Regions from separate parts of the Mus musculus genome. Here all the other regions are linked to region 4. A link is a contact called in public HiChIP or PLAC-seq and promoter capture Hi-C data. All regions are on one chromosome and are shown on one strand. Each heading gives the region's core, a stretch centred on a gene start, on an enhancer-like site or on the middle of the called end of the contact. The rest is flanking DNA. Distances are from core to core; before and after follow the strand shown. Region 1 holds the start of Plk3 (polo like kinase 3). Region 2 holds the start of Tspan1 (tetraspanin 1). Region 3 holds the start of Lurap1 (leucine rich adaptor protein 1). Region 4 holds the start of Akr1a1 (aldo-keto reductase family 1, member A1 (aldehyde reductase)). Region 5 has its middle 12 kb from the start of Pik3r3.

The links. Promoter capture Hi-C pulls out the DNA fragments that hold promoters and counts their contacts. HiChIP or PLAC-seq counts read pairs in DNA pulled down with a chosen protein or histone mark.
Region 1: a promoter capture Hi-C map of neural stem cells shows a contact between it and region 4. The contact joins the promoter of Plk3 here to the promoter of Akr1a1 in region 4. A contact is called at or near these places in 3 of 39 promoter capture datasets (hippocampal neurons, liver and neural stem cells), 4 of 484 Hi-C or Micro-C datasets (CD4 T cells, forebrain, myocytes and 1 more), 6 of 115 datasets of contacts at active chromatin or transcription factors (the 230-238 cell line, astrocytes, embryonic midbrain and 2 more) and 2 of 9 other capture datasets (liver and pancreatic islet).
Region 2: an H3K4me3 HiChIP or PLAC-seq map of the SCID.adh cell line shows a contact between it and region 4, with 13 read pairs. The contact joins the promoter of Tspan1 here to the promoter of Akr1a1 in region 4. A contact is called at or near these places in 17 of 39 promoter capture datasets (the C10 cell line, the HPC-7 cell line, HPC-7-derived erythroid cells and 12 more), 3 of 15 datasets of contacts at CTCF or cohesin (embryonic stem cells, large pre-B cells and pro-B cells), 7 of 484 Hi-C or Micro-C datasets (the Ba/F3 cell line, the G1E-ER4 cell line, the HL-1 cell line and 3 more), 21 of 115 datasets of contacts at active chromatin or transcription factors (the 230-238 cell line, the NIH/3T3 cell line, the SCID.adh cell line and 18 more) and 5 of 9 other capture datasets (adipose tissue, embryonic stem cells, liver and 2 more).
Region 3: an H3K27ac HiChIP or PLAC-seq map of embryonic stem cells shows a contact between it and region 4, with 5 times the contacts expected there. The contact joins the promoter of Lurap1 here to the promoter of Akr1a1 in region 4. A contact is called at or near these places in 12 of 39 promoter capture datasets (3T3-L1-derived adipocytes, the C10 cell line, the HPC-7 cell line and 8 more), 2 of 15 datasets of contacts at CTCF or cohesin (large pre-B cells and pro-B cells), 2 of 484 Hi-C or Micro-C datasets (embryonic stem cells and nephron progenitors), 21 of 115 datasets of contacts at active chromatin or transcription factors (the 230-238 cell line, the NIH/3T3 cell line, the SCID.adh cell line and 17 more) and 4 of 9 other capture datasets (adipose tissue, embryonic stem cells, liver and 1 more).
Region 5: an H3K27ac HiChIP or PLAC-seq map of embryonic stem cells shows a contact between it and region 4, with 6 read pairs. The contact joins the enhancer-like site here to the promoter of Akr1a1 in region 4. A contact is called at or near these places in 2 of 39 promoter capture datasets (the HPC-7 cell line and hippocampal neurons), 4 of 115 datasets of contacts at active chromatin or transcription factors (the 230-238 cell line, the NIH/3T3 cell line, embryonic hindbrain and 1 more) and 1 of 9 other capture datasets (adipose tissue).

What each region holds. Positions count from the first base shown.
Region 1 is chr4:117,132,712-117,135,411 of GRCm38.p6, forward strand. Plk3 (polo like kinase 3) reads right to left here and starts at 1,252. Exons shown (of 15, transcript NM_013807.3): 1 at 941-1,252; 2 at 684-791; 3 at 478-594; 4 at 194-323; 5 at 16-103. The coding sequence starts at 1,153.
Region 2 is chr4:116,166,305-116,169,004 of GRCm38.p6, forward strand. Tspan1 (tetraspanin 1) reads right to left here and starts at 1,294. Exons shown (of 8, transcript NM_133681.4): 1 at 1,162-1,294; 2 at 704-768. The coding sequence starts at 760.
Region 3 is chr4:116,143,346-116,146,045 of GRCm38.p6, forward strand. Lurap1 (leucine rich adaptor protein 1) reads right to left here and starts at 1,271. Exons shown (of 2, transcript NM_026547.1): 1 at 952-1,271. The coding sequence starts at 1,149.
Region 4 is chr4:116,650,278-116,652,977 of GRCm38.p6, forward strand. It overlaps Akr1a1 (aldo-keto reductase family 1, member A1 (aldehyde reductase)), which reads right to left and starts at 1,397. Exons shown (of 9, transcript NM_021473.3): 1 at 1,062-1,397.
Region 5 is chr4:116,208,180-116,210,879 of GRCm38.p6, forward strand. No RefSeq gene overlaps it. Among named protein-coding and RNA genes, the nearest start is that of Pik3r3, 12 kb to the right of the region's middle. Within about 2 kb of position 1,287, at least 24 of the 459 cell types and tissues checked have an H3K27ac peak or open chromatin away from gene starts, as enhancers often do. A contact at or near this core is called in the NIH/3T3 cell line and embryonic stem cells, where this site is marked.

The sequences.
Region 1 (2,700 bases), core at 2-2,501, 480 kb after region 4:
CATCCCCTCACTCACTTTTTCCTCTGCTCTGGGGGCTCTAATCGAGCTGCCAGCCCAAAATCCCCCACCTTCAGTTCCATGTTATCCGTGATGAAAAAATTTCCTAGACAGTAGCAGAGAGACGCGTCAGATTCTTAACGCCTTTCATCCCTCCGCAGGTCTCCACCCTTCAGACCAGACGCAGGAATCTCACCCAGCTTGAGATCTCTGTGTAAGATACCCCTCTGGTGCAAGTACTTGAGGCCAGAAAGGATCTGGCGCAGGTAGTAGCGAACCTCTGGTTCCAACAGGGTGTGTCGGGCCTTCCAGATGTGGGCCAGGGACTGCAGAAAGTCACTGTTTCAGACCCCGCTTGCCTTCCCAGACCCTCCCTCCATCTGTGTTTGCTAAAGATGACAAGAACAGCTTTGGATCTTAAGAACCCGCTTCCTCCCCTACCCCTGTTCCCAATGAACCCACCCCGCCCCCATTCCGGACCTTTCGGCTACAGAGCTCCAGGAAAATGTATATGTTGTCAGCATCCTCGAAATGATGTGAAAAGCGAACGATATGGCGGTGCTGTAGGTCTCGGTGCAACTCTATCTCATTTAGGATCTGCGACAGGGGAGTGAAATCCTCATCTTTCCAGGGTTCCCACGCCACCATCCCCTCCCCATCCCTTGGACCGCAGGGCCTGGACCCACCTTCTCGCGCTGATGCGGCTTGGCGACGCGACTCTGTGGGATGACTTTGACCGCGTAGGCTATACCAGACTCGGTGTCAGTGGCTTCATAGCAGCGTGCGAAGCCCCCCTAGAAAGAAGAAGCTGCATCATCGATCTGGGCGCTCCGGAGTGGCCGGATCCGGCCCGTAGAGCTCCTCTCCACCTCCGGAGTGGCCCGGTCGGGTCCGCAGAGCTCCCCTCCACCTCCGTCAACGCTACCCCGGAGCCCCGACCCACCTTGCCCAACAAGCGACCCTTGGTGTAGGTACGGCCGCTGAGAGGGTCGGTGATGAGGCGACCAGGAGGATCCGGCGCCCGTGGCCCGGCCAGCACCTCAGGTTCCGATCGCGGGGAGGCATTGGCAGGCGGCCCCGGGCCGGCGGGGGGCGCGGACGGGGCAGCCGCGCGCGGGAAGGGGCGCGGAGACAAGAAGCCGGCGGCGGGCTCCATGCGGACGGCGCGGCGCAGCGCCTGCCGAGCTGGTTCTCGGTTCCGCCCGGCCCCGGCCGCGCGTGGCGCTGCCTGGTTTCTCTACGCTGCGATCGCGCCAGGGCAAGGGGGAGTCCGACGTTTTTATCAATGAACCCCTGCCCCCTCCCCGGTGTTTCGTCATCTCGAGCTCCGCCCCTTTCCTGGCTGCCAGGCTTGGAGAGGCCACGCCCATTGCTCCGCCTTACGTCACCTGAAAGATCTTCCCTTGCCTGGGCGTTCTTAAAGGCCACTCCTCCTGCTCTGGCCTTAAAGGAGCCCCGGTTGAGCTAGTCGCCTGGCAGGTGTAACCCTGCTCCGTTTCTCTAGGCTACCCAGTGCAAGTGACTCTTTTTTTCCCCTTCATCCTTAGAATGTGTGCTGAAGTCGGAGTGGAGGCCAGTTATCCGGAGGCCTCTTTCGAGCAACAGTAAGGGTTAGCATTCAAACTGGGGAGGAAAGACAGGGGTGTTGCAAACTGCTCAGTGCACATCACCAACACAGGTGGTTTCCTGCAAGCATCTCTTGCTCTGGTACAGAGCATGCTGCCCTCTTCGGGGACTGTGGAATAGCACGCTGCAGAGCCCGATTTACCTGGTCTGGGACTGTGCAATGGGTTTGTGGAACAGAGCCTGGTATTCAAGGTTTTATGTTTGCGTTTTGTTTTTCCAAGACAGGGTGTCTCTGTGTGGCCCTGGCTGTCCCAGAACCCACTATGTAGACCAGGCTGGCTTTGAAATCAAAGATCCACCTGCCCCTGCCTCCCAGTATTCACTGTTTTTCACCATGTTCCAGGCTACATCTTCTGCTACCCAATTCTACCTTATTATTCTTCTGAGGGAAAGGAGAGCTGAGGCAGAGTAGCTGTCATGTGATCCAGGCTGGCTTTGAACTCGAGGTCCTTCTGTCTTCACCTTTGACATGATGGGACTCCAGACCTGTACCTCTGCCCCAGACCCTGAGTTCCCCATCATATTCTCAAAAATACCTATTGCACCGAGTCAGCAGGCAAAAGGCCAGACAGTGAGGAATGAGAACTGGACACTCTTAGGTGCTAGAGACCTGCAACTGGGCAGTTAGCTTTGAAGTCCATTACAGATAAACTCAAGTAGGTGGCAGGAATCTATGATCTATGTGGAATCTTTTTCTGTGTGGGTTTTTTTTTTGGGGGGGGGGTGTTGTGGAGGGTTGTTTTGGTTTTTGTTTTGTTTTGTGACAGAGTTTCCAGGAAGCCAGGAATTCGACCTGTAAACCAGACTGGCCTTGACTTCCTACCTGTCTCTGCCCCTCCACCACTGCCCGGCTTCGATGTGAAATCTTTTTTTTTTTTTTTTTTTTTCCTTGAAATAGGTTTCTCTGTGTAGACTTGGCTGTCCTGGAATCATTCTGTAAACCAGGCTGGCCTCCAACTCAGAGATCTGCTGCCTGTCTCTGCCTCCAGAGTGCTGGGATTAAAGGAGTATGCCACCACCTGCCTAGTTTCCCCAGTGGAATCTTAATCCCTAAACTTTCTCCAGGGGTCACAGATC
Region 2 (2,700 bases), core at 44-2,543, 480 kb before region 4:
GTAAATCTAAAAGTACCACTTTGCAATTGTCAGTATATATAGCAATTATCAGCCTCTTTGACAATGATCAGCCTATCTGATTTACTGAACCTGAGATTCTCAAGGGCAGTGAATGGCCTGGCTCTACCCTAGCACATAGCACTGAGTCTTAGTCAATGAATATTTTCCTTTTTGTTTGTGGACTCGTGCATGCTAAGCAAATGCTCTACCACTGAACAACAATCTCAGACCCTTAAATGCCAGCCCAGTCAATGAGTACTTATTGAGTCAACTAAGAGGCATGGATAAGACTCTCAGCTTTTTCAACGCACGGTGGTCACTGAATTGCCTTTTACACTATAAACTTAAGCAGAGCCCCTTTCCTCTCTGAACCGTGAATGCCTATTTTAAAATGGGGGAGGGGGGACAATCATTCCTGCTAGCCAGCCCTGCCCCAGAATGATCCTTCCTAGAAGGGAGGTGAGAGACTCAAGCTTCTCCATCCCTAGCCTTCCGCATCTTCACCCAAACCTCTGTGTGGCAGTCAGGTTGTTAGTGGAATCAGGAATCAGCATTTGGGAAGACCCTCTGCTTCCTTCTCATATAGGAAAATTTACAGGGCAGAGTCTGGGTACCTAGTTTCCCATTCTCCAGCCTGGCCTCTGTTCAGACTGTGACCTGCTTTTGTAAGGAACCCCAGGAAACCCACAACCACCATACTTACAAAGATGAGTAGATTGAAGAGGAACATCATGACCTTAATGAATTTGAAGCACTGCATGGTGTGTCCTGGGAAACAGACATGCACAAATTAGGGCCTTACCTCCCACTTGCCCTGGGCTGGCTGTGTTTTTTTGAGTCCAACATCTTGTTATTTCTCACCAAATTTCCCCTGCATCTGGACTCTAATATCTCAGAACTTTTTCCAGTCCTTTTGTTGACACGTATGCCCACCTGTACTAGTTCTCAGATCTTAATATCCCCAGATCCCCATGCAGGTATTACAAGCCTGATCTCACACTCCAGACCACTCAACACCCTTGCCTGACACCTGTCTTTCCTAATCCTCTTTCTAAACCAATCTCAGATTCTTCAGTACCCACCAATGGCTTTTTCTAGCACCCCAAACCTGTTTTTAGACTGGTACCTATTCATAGATTAATCCCTGGTCTATGCCATCACCTGCTTCAGGGCTCTTGGCAATAGGTTCTGAACGGGATCTGTTGCACTCCAGAAGGAACAGAACAGCTCCAGGAAACTGCCACTCAGTGTGCTGGCAGAACGCTGAAGGAGCGGCTAGTCCTCGCAAAACACTACTCACCTACAGGTGGGGCAGGTGTTTTAAAACCTCCTGGCCGCAGGCCCGCCCGCTGGCCCCACCCAAGGCTGATTAGCCTTCTTTGCCCCTGCTGCCCCCTACTGCCTGGAGATAAGTTCCCAACACTGAAAGCAATAATTAAATCTCTACCTGGAAATGTCACCATAGACTCTGCCTCTCCTGAAAAGGGGTGTATGGGGCAGCAGTGTCAGGAGCTGGACAAGTAGCTTTCTAGAACTTTTGGGTGCCTCGCTCACAATAGTGTGATATGATTCTTACCTTGAAACTGTGTGTTTACTGGCACCCACATCTGCTCGAGCTGCCACCCATATGTTTACACACAAAACTCAGTCACGGGGGGCTGGTGAGATGGCTCAACAGGTAAGAGCACCCGACTGCTCTTCCGAAGGTCCTGAGTTCAAATTCCGGCAACCACATGGTGGCTCACAACCATCCATAATGAGATCTGACTCCCTCTTCTAGAGTGTCAGAAGACAGCTACAGTGTACTTACATATAATAAATAATAAATAAATCTTAAAAAAAAAAAGGGCTGGTGAGATGGCTCAGTGGGTAAGAGCACCCGACTGCTCTTCCGAAAGTCCAGAGTTCAAATCCCAGCAACCACATGGTGGCTCACAACCATCCGTAACAAGATCTGACTCCCTCTTCTGGTGTGTCTGAAGACAGCTACAGTGTACTTACATATAATAATAAATAAATCTTTAAAAAAAAAAACTCAGTCACGTATATAACATAGAGTGATACTCTTTTTTTTTTTCCTTTTTTCTTTTGGTTTTTCAAGACAGGGCAGGGTTTCTCTGTGTAGACCTGGTTGTCCTGGAACTCACTCTGTAGACCAGGCTGACCTCAAACTCAAAAATCTGCCTGCCTCTGCCTCCCAAGTGCTGGGATTAAAGGGATGCACCACCACTGCCCAGCAGAGTGGTACTCTTGAATGTAAATGAACATGTCTCACACTGTCTCTTGCGTGTTCACACACACATAAGTATATGCACACACTCGTGAGCACGTGCGTGCACGCACACACACACATATGCACACACAAACAAATGTACATTCATGTGCATACACTTATGAGAACACACACACATGCTCATACATATGCACGCTCATACATATGCACACACATACACTTGCACATGGGTGCACACACACACACACACACACACACTTTCAAGGATATGATCATGGTCCTCTGTTCTCACCACAGAACAGGAAATGGTTGTTTTTCCTCTTCCTTTCACAAAACCCACAAGACTTCAAGGTCACCGTCATCATCCTCTTCCTCCTCCTCCTCCTCCTCCTTTTCCTCCTCTTCCTCCTCCTCCTCCTTCTTTACATCCTTTTGCCTGCATATCTCTGATGTGTGAGCCTGGTTCT
Region 3 (2,700 bases), core at 21-2,520, 510 kb before region 4:
CTTCAAGGTCCCATGTCCTTCCTTCCACCCTTCCAGATCTGCTTGCCACAGGTTGTGCACACAGTGGGGCCCCAGGAAGACTTGTTAAGCCAGTGTGGGCTTCTGGTTCAGAGCCAGTGAGTAGCTGGCAGTTCCTCAGTTCTCCAGAACTGGCTGCAAAGTGGTGGCAGGTGTAATTCATCTCTTTCACCGGAACCAGGGCCCCAGGAGAGACCGCTGGGACCCGGCTGCCCATTTGGCTCAGAAACCAGACCAACAGCTACCAGAGAAGGGGGTGGGGAGGTGTGGCTGTTTCCTCCCCCTTTCTGCAAGAAGGTACAGAGACCCTGAGACTCTGTCTGAGACTGAGCCCCAGGTGAAGGACCAACTCGTACTGTGGTGCTACTGTGCCTCTATTAAGGTCTTCGAACGTCTAATACCGTGATGGTGGGATGCTTAGGAAAAGGACAGGTTTTTAGTGTGCCCCACCAGTGCAGGCAGTTTCCAGCAGGTATTACCTCACCAAAGCTCTTTTTTTTTTTTTTTCTGAATCCTGACACGAACACCCTAGGGCCTTAAGAACAAAACCTCTTCCCCTGTTTGCCAGAGAAGGGGGCAGAAAACGGTTGCCTTATAGTGGAGTCTGAAGAAATTGGTGGCCCCGGATGCCGATGGGAAGAATTTGCGCTGTACTAAGTTTTTTTTGTGTGCTACTTAGCCCTCGCCTCTCTCCTTCCGATTATTGGGCAGGGAAAACTTCCAAGAGATGTGCCTCCTACTCTCAGTTCTCAGGACCTATCAACCCTTCATTCACCCTTGGGAGACAAATAATGAGACGTCACTTCACTCTGCTTTCAACCCAGGATGTATGGATTGATCTTGGAAGGACCCTCTTCTCCAGCCCAACTCCGGGAACCTGCCCCTGCCCCTACAAATATCCCGTTCCCCGTGGCCTGTAGCACCCACACTCACCAGCTCCATCCTCAGCGCCATGATCTTGTCCCCTAGGCCGTGGCCGGTGCTGGGCGCCCCCGGGAGCAGCACGTCCCCAGAGGTTCCCAGCTCGCACTCGCCTCGAAGCCCGCGGAGCAGTCCTTCAGGGATCTTCCTGCCCACCTTGCCCTCCACGTCTCGCAAGTCCGGCGTCTGGGACTCCGCGGTCCCCTCCATGTGGGCCCAAGCCAGAACAGGACTGGGCGACCAGGGTCCGGTTCCCAAGGGTCCTCCCTTCTCTGCTACGAACGCGGAGCGAAACCCGTGGATCCCCGCCCGCCCCGCGCGGGGGGTGGGGTGGGGGAACAGGAGGAGGGCGCCGTAACGCTCAGAAAAGCCGCGCAGTTGGGGGAGCGAGGTACCGAGTGGTATGCACACAACTTCTAGCCCTGGAGGCGTTCGACTAGGTGATCCTGGATTTGGAACTGAAGACCTCAAAGAAAGCTCAGTGCCTTCTCCCTGTGTTGGCACCAACTAGACACGCAGCAGGAAGCTAATAAATATTTTCTGGATGAAAAGTAGCCCCAATCGAGGTAACACGGCTGCAGAGGTTTTGGAAGGCTTTCTGCTCAGGAGCTGTGCCTGTTACAGGGGCTAGAATACAGCCACTCAGTTCACAGACACCTCCCAGCATCTAGAAATCAGCTGAAAGAGTAATAGAAGGGCAATCCCCCTGGCCAGTGAGAAACAACCATTATTAAAATTGAAGGAATCCACAAATCTTGATGTTCATCTTACATGGGCTAACAAAAGAGGTGCTTCCTAAGACTGACTGTAAATATGGGTACTCTGAAAACCCTGGCAAGTTAGAGCCTGAGGTCCTGCATTGGCTTTTGTTTTGTTTTACCAAGATAGGGTTTTTCTGTGTAGCCCTAGAACCCACTGTAGACCAGGCTGTCCTGGAACTAAGAGATCCTCCTGCCTCTACTGGGGTTAAAGGCAGGTGCCACCACAGTCTGGCTTTTCTTTTTTTACAGAGAGGGTCTCACTGTGTGGTCCATAGCCTAGAACTTGCTATGTAGAGTGGACCGGCTTTGAACTCACAGAAATCCACCTGCCACTGCCTTACCAGGAATTAAAATCTTTTTTAAAGATTAATTTTAAAGATAATTTTCTATCTTAATTACAAGTATTTTAAAAGTATGTTCATGTAGGGATATGTACACATGAGTACAGGTGTCTAGAGGCCACAGAAGGGCAACAGATCCCTAGAAGCTGGACTTAGAGTTGTGAACTATGTAACATGGGTGCTAGGACTGAACTCGGGTCCTCTCTAAGAGTCGTATGTGCTCTTACCTGCTGAGCCATCTCTAGCCCCAGCCCCAGCCCCAGCCCCAGCCCCAGACCTGAGAGTCTGCATTTTTTTTAAAGATTTATTTATTTATTATATGTGTGTATGCTGTAGCTGTCTTCAGACACTCCAGAAGAGGGAGGGCATCAGATTTTTGTTACGGATGGTTGTGAGCCACCATGTGGTTGCTGGGATTTGAACTCGGGACCTTTGGAAGAGCTGATGGTGCTCTTAACCGCTGAGCTATCTCATCAGCCTGAGTCTGCATTTCTAAGAAGCTATAGGGGGATAGCCATGCTACAGTTCTGAGAACCACACTAAGTGACACGGTTATGTTTCTAAGCTGTTTGGACTTAATTCTACAGGTAAAGAAGGGCCAAGAAAGAGCCGGGCATGGTGGCACGCCTTTAATCCCAGCACTTGGGAGGCAGAGGCAG
Region 4 (2,700 bases), core at 147-2,646:
CATGCCATGCTAGCTGGACAGCTTAGCTTGCTGGAGAAGCACCTGAGGAAGTCACTGACTTCGGTATCTTCAATCCATCTTGGAAAACCAAAGAAAAGTCATGTATCTATGTGTGTCAAGGGGCTGGGGGACAATCCCAAGGCCTTACACACGCCAATTCTACCTCTGACCTACACCTGTTAGTATTTTACTAACTTTGAGCAAGTACTAAAAAAAAAAAAATCTGGGTTGGAGGTGTAGTTCAGTTGGTAAAGGGCTTGTCCGGGGCGGAGTTTGACTCTAGTTCCAGGGAATATGTCCCTTTCTTATGACCTCCATGGGCACCAGGCACCCACAAGGTACACATACTTACATAGCAGACAAAACATTAATTTTTAGCAAAAATTCTTCAAAGAGACTCTGTCTCCAAAACTACCTATAAATAATAACCAATTCTGCCGGGCAGGAAAGATTCATACTGGAATTAAACCTGTATCGCTGCTGAAGTGCAACCTGGGAAAAGTTAACAGGCCTGATCAGAAGCTGAGCAGGTCCTGCGGTCCTACGAAAAGTCTAAACAGTAGAGTCCATTAATGGTAGGCTCGGTAATGTGAAGATTCAAGTATTTTCACTTTAAAAGGCTCCGTAGCGACAGGAGATGTTCAAATTTTCTCAAACCTAAGGCAGAGGCTTGAGCAAGCTAATCTCTCCCCACTTCCGCCACTTCCTAGGAATATCCCTGTACCGCCATTAGGAAAGGCAGAGCGCCTAGAAATTTCGAGCAGATGACCAAACAAAGAGATGGCAAAAGCACGAGATATGCACCAGACACATTCAAAGGTTTATCCCAGTCCTCCCTACAGCACTAATGATTTCCTTGCTCATTCCAACTCTGAGGAAACCGAGGTCCAGAAACACGTTATCTGAGAACAGAATAGGAGGAAGTGCTCAAACGCGAAACTAAATCGCATCCCTCGACGTGCTGGCGCCATTCGCTCAATCCTGGCCCTGACCTGTGGTACTGAAGGACCCTCGCCTTTAACTCAGGAGAAAAAGACGAGTCAGCAGCAGGAAGAACTCACCTTGGCAGTGAGCACAGGCTGTGGAAAAGACAAAGTGGCCCGAATTCAGCTCTGCACTCCAGTACTGAGGCAACAGGGCCCGACTTAAGTCCGGCGGAGAAGCGGCAGCCCCACCCCAGGGAGGAGCGAGGGCCCGGCTCCCAGAACTACGCGCAGGACGGAGGAGACCCCCACTGTCCTGCGAAGTAGAAGAGGGAGTAGAAGCCAAAGCTGGGACTTTGCACATTCCTCCCCTGGGAACCTCTCACTCCACCACGAACGTCTGGAAGGGCCGGGGTCCCGAAACTGTGCATGCGCACAAGCTACGTGGACAGTCTTGGGTGGCTGGCCGCGCCCACAACCGGCCCACAGTGCACCGCGCAGGCACCTCTCTAGGCATAGATTCTTATACTTTCTGAAGAGATCCTCTATGATACCTAGGGGGTCCTTCTGGCCGCCTGTCTTTCTTTCTCTAAAGTGAATTTGTCGGAATCCCCGAGCGGGCCTGATACAAAGTTTGACCAAAAAATACAGAAAATCTTGCCTCTGCAAACCCCATTTTAGAAAGTTACTGATCTTTCACTCAGTACCTTGCACTTTAGCCCTGTGCAAAAGACTTCATAAATATGAGCTGGGGCCGTATAGCTAAATTAATACAGTGCTTGCTTAACATAAAGTTCTGGGTTCAAAATCCCAGCACGGCATAAAATTGAGTCGTTATCCCAGCACTTGGGAGGTGGAAGCAAGGAGAATCAGAAGATTCAGTTTTTCTTGCCTCCTATACATTGACTTTGAGGCCAGCCTGAGATTTATGATCCCCTATCTAAAAGGAAAACATTTGAAGATGGAGAGAAGGGGTGCCGCTTTTTCAGAGAACCCAAGTTCAGTACCAGCATTCATGTCAGGAGGTTCTCAACCACCTGTAACCCCAGCTCCAGGGGATTTAATACTCTCTTCTGACTTCCATGAGCACCCACATAAAGGTGGGGTGTGTGTGTTTCCCAGGGATAGCTTATAAAGGGAAAAAACACAATGGGCTCCTAAGTGGGTGAAGGAGGGCTATAGAGCGGTCGGCCCCTCTCCAAGTTTTTTTAGTAGTTTGAACTTAACAGTTCAAGCTGCCCTGTTATATCTTGCTTGGCTGAGTGAAGGCTGCATTTGGGAAATTTCCAATCATAATCATCGTCATCCTCAGAATATATGGTCAATTTGATCTCTGAGTCAAATTGTGTGTGTGTGTGTATGTGTGTGTGTGTGTTTACAATCAAAGTGCAATATGTTTTGTGTCAACAATATGGAGTGGCCAACAGAAATGAAACAAAAGAATTACAGCCAAGCTCGAGGTGACTTTAAGCTAGGGAACGGGCTTCAACATGGGGACCAGCCTTCATCAGTCTCACTACTCTGACTGTCCTGGAACTCACTATTGTAGACCAGGTTGGCCTCCAAATCATAGTAATCTGTCTGGCTCTGACTCCCAAATGCTAAAATTAAAGACGTGCACTCAGCTCTTTTTCTTTTCTTTTTAAAAAATTATTTTATTACCAGGTGGTGGTGATACATGCCATTAATCCTAGCAATCAGGAGAAGAGGCAAGCAGATCTCCAAATTCAAGGCCAGCCTGTTCTACAGAGTGCAACCCTGTCTCAAAAAAACAAAA
Region 5 (2,700 bases), core at 37-2,536, 440 kb before region 4:
TTCATTCAGTCTTTTAACTCTATTCTATTCATATGATTTCCTTCCTTCCTTCCTTCCTTCCTTCCTTCCTTCCTTCCTTCCATCTTCAACACTGGGGTTGAACCTAGGGTCTTATGCATGTTAGATAAGCACTCTGTCATACAACTCTATCCTTGTAAAAGTATCTTTTACTTACTTGCCTGATGTAATTGTCATCTCAGAGGCTTACTGCTAGCCTAGGCCTAGTTTCAGAAGCCGCCATAGAACCTAATCTTGGCCTAGCATGTTTTCAGCCTCTGAGACTTGCTGTTGAATTAGCCCACCCTTTCTTACTCTTTCTGATCACTGGCTAGCTGATTTAACTCAGCTGTTCTAGCTCAAACTCACCTCTAAGATTGATTCACTCTGGCTTCTCTTAGCTCTGCCTCTAGCCATCTGCTAAACTTCTGACTCTTCATTCTCTGGCTCCTTCTGTCTTCACCTGTGTCTAGTTGTTCTCTCTCTGTAACCTGTCTCTGTACAACTGTCCTAGTAAGATTGCCCTTTCTCCTCCCTCTCTCTGCACTGCTATGTAGCTTCTTTTTTTCTCTTGTTTTCCTGGGAGTTGAGTATATATTAATTCTATCAAATCTTTCTCTGCTTCAACATTTTGTCTACCACTCAATTAGACATCACTTTCAAACATGGGTGCTTCCTTCTACAAACTAAACTTTACCTTCATTGTTTGGGATTAAAGGTGTGTACTAAAGGTGTGTCTGCATTCCAGCCAGATCACACAGACCTAGAAGGTCTTTGGTTGTGAAATTCTTCTACATATCCTCAGACCTCCTCCCTCCCTGCCCCCCTCTTTTTGAGGCAGGGTCATGCTATGTATCCTGGCTGGTCTGGAACTCTCTATGTAGTCCAGGTTGATCCTGAACTCCTAAAGATCTTGCCTCCTAGCCTTCTTTTTACTTTTTTGTTTTGAGACAGGCTTTCACTGGACAAGGCTAGCCCCGAATTCACTCTGTAGCTCAGAAAGTCCTTGACCTTGTGATCTCTATGTCTGGAAATGTAGGTAGTTCCACCAGGCCCTGCCTTCTTTGGTTTCCTTAAGAGTAGTTTCCTTTGAAATTCAGTGTTAGGGTGAACAGTACCCATAGCCAGCTCCAGAGGTTGATACTTTGTCAAGTCCAATCCTTTAAAAGTCTAATTTGGGTGGGGGAGTACTATTTCAAAATATTTATGAAAGGAAAACTAATTAACTTGGCCTGGGTGGGGTCACCTATGACAAGGAGCAAAGTCCTGTGCAAGTTAAGGAAGGAGATTTCATGTTGAAGGCATCACTACAATGGGATAATAGACTCACCAGCCTAGGACATGATCTTCATTCAGTGTCAGGCCATAATCCATAAGCGATACTCTTTGGGCTACCTGATCTAGACTGGAGGGTCCTTGAAATGAACGAATCATTCAGATACATAGAAGAAAATATATGAAAACATCCTCACTTATTTTCTTATAAAAAATTATAAAAGTGTACCCCTCTTACCCCCAAGGGTCTCACTGTGTAGAACTTGACTAGATCTCACAGAGATCCATCCGCTTTAGTAATGGGATTAAAGGTGTGCACTAGCAGTCCCAGAGCATGACACCATTTAAAAATAAACAAATGAACTAAATGGGAAAATATTTTAAAAATTATGGAACGGAGTATGATGGTTTACCCTTCTAGTCCCAACACTTGGAAGGCTGACATATGAAGACTACAGTGAGTCGAGTCCGAGGGCCAGACAGCTTGGGCTCCAGCATAAGAGTTTGTCTCTAAACATTAAAAAAATATATAGAAGAAGAAGACGGCCTGGTATTTGTGGTATTACTTCTCTAGGATTGCGATAGTGTCTTACCACAACTGGCTGGCTTAAAACAATAGAAACTTATTCTTTCATAATACTGGAGGGCTAAAGTCCAAAGGTTCAAAGCCAAGATGTAGGCAGGACTAGTTAGGACTTTCTGGAGACTCTGAGAGAGAATGCATGTCTTCTCCTAGATTCTGGGGGTTGCCATGTAATTCTTGGTGCTTTCTGGCTTGTAAAGGTATTGCTCTGACCCCTGCCACTGTCTTCAAACAGCTTTCTGTGTATGGCTGTGTCTCAGATCTACTTCTTCCCATTTGTCACAAGGACATTTGTCACTGGATCGATAATTCACCTTGAACCTATGACAATCTCCTTGCAAGATTTTTACTTACACCTTTGAAGACTTCTTTTTCAACTAAGGCCATATTTAGAGCTTCTGGGCTTAAGGCGTATACACAGATTGTTAGATAGAACTGGCTGAAGTGGTACTAGGGTATAATCATTTTCCTCAATATATGACTTGGTCAGAAAAAGAGAAGAAAAAAAAAAAAACAAACAAAACAGAGAAGTCTTAGTGGTCTGTTATTGAGTTAAGCGTTTCAGAACTGAAGCAATTCACGGGTGAGATGGGTACTGCCTGGTTCTTATTTGCAGGGTCCTAGGCAAACACTGCAGAAACAGCAACCACAAAGCCCCATATCAAGCTAGGATTCTGGGCTCAATTCCTCTATTGTCTTGGAAAAGAAGACTTAATCCAAGGGATGTGTTTCAGTTGTGGTTGGGGAATAAAGCCTGCAGTGAATTCCACAAGAACAGAATCATGAGGTTAAGACTCAGCAGTCAGAAGCCAGGGAGAGGCCAAGAGAGCTAGGCTGTTAGAGAG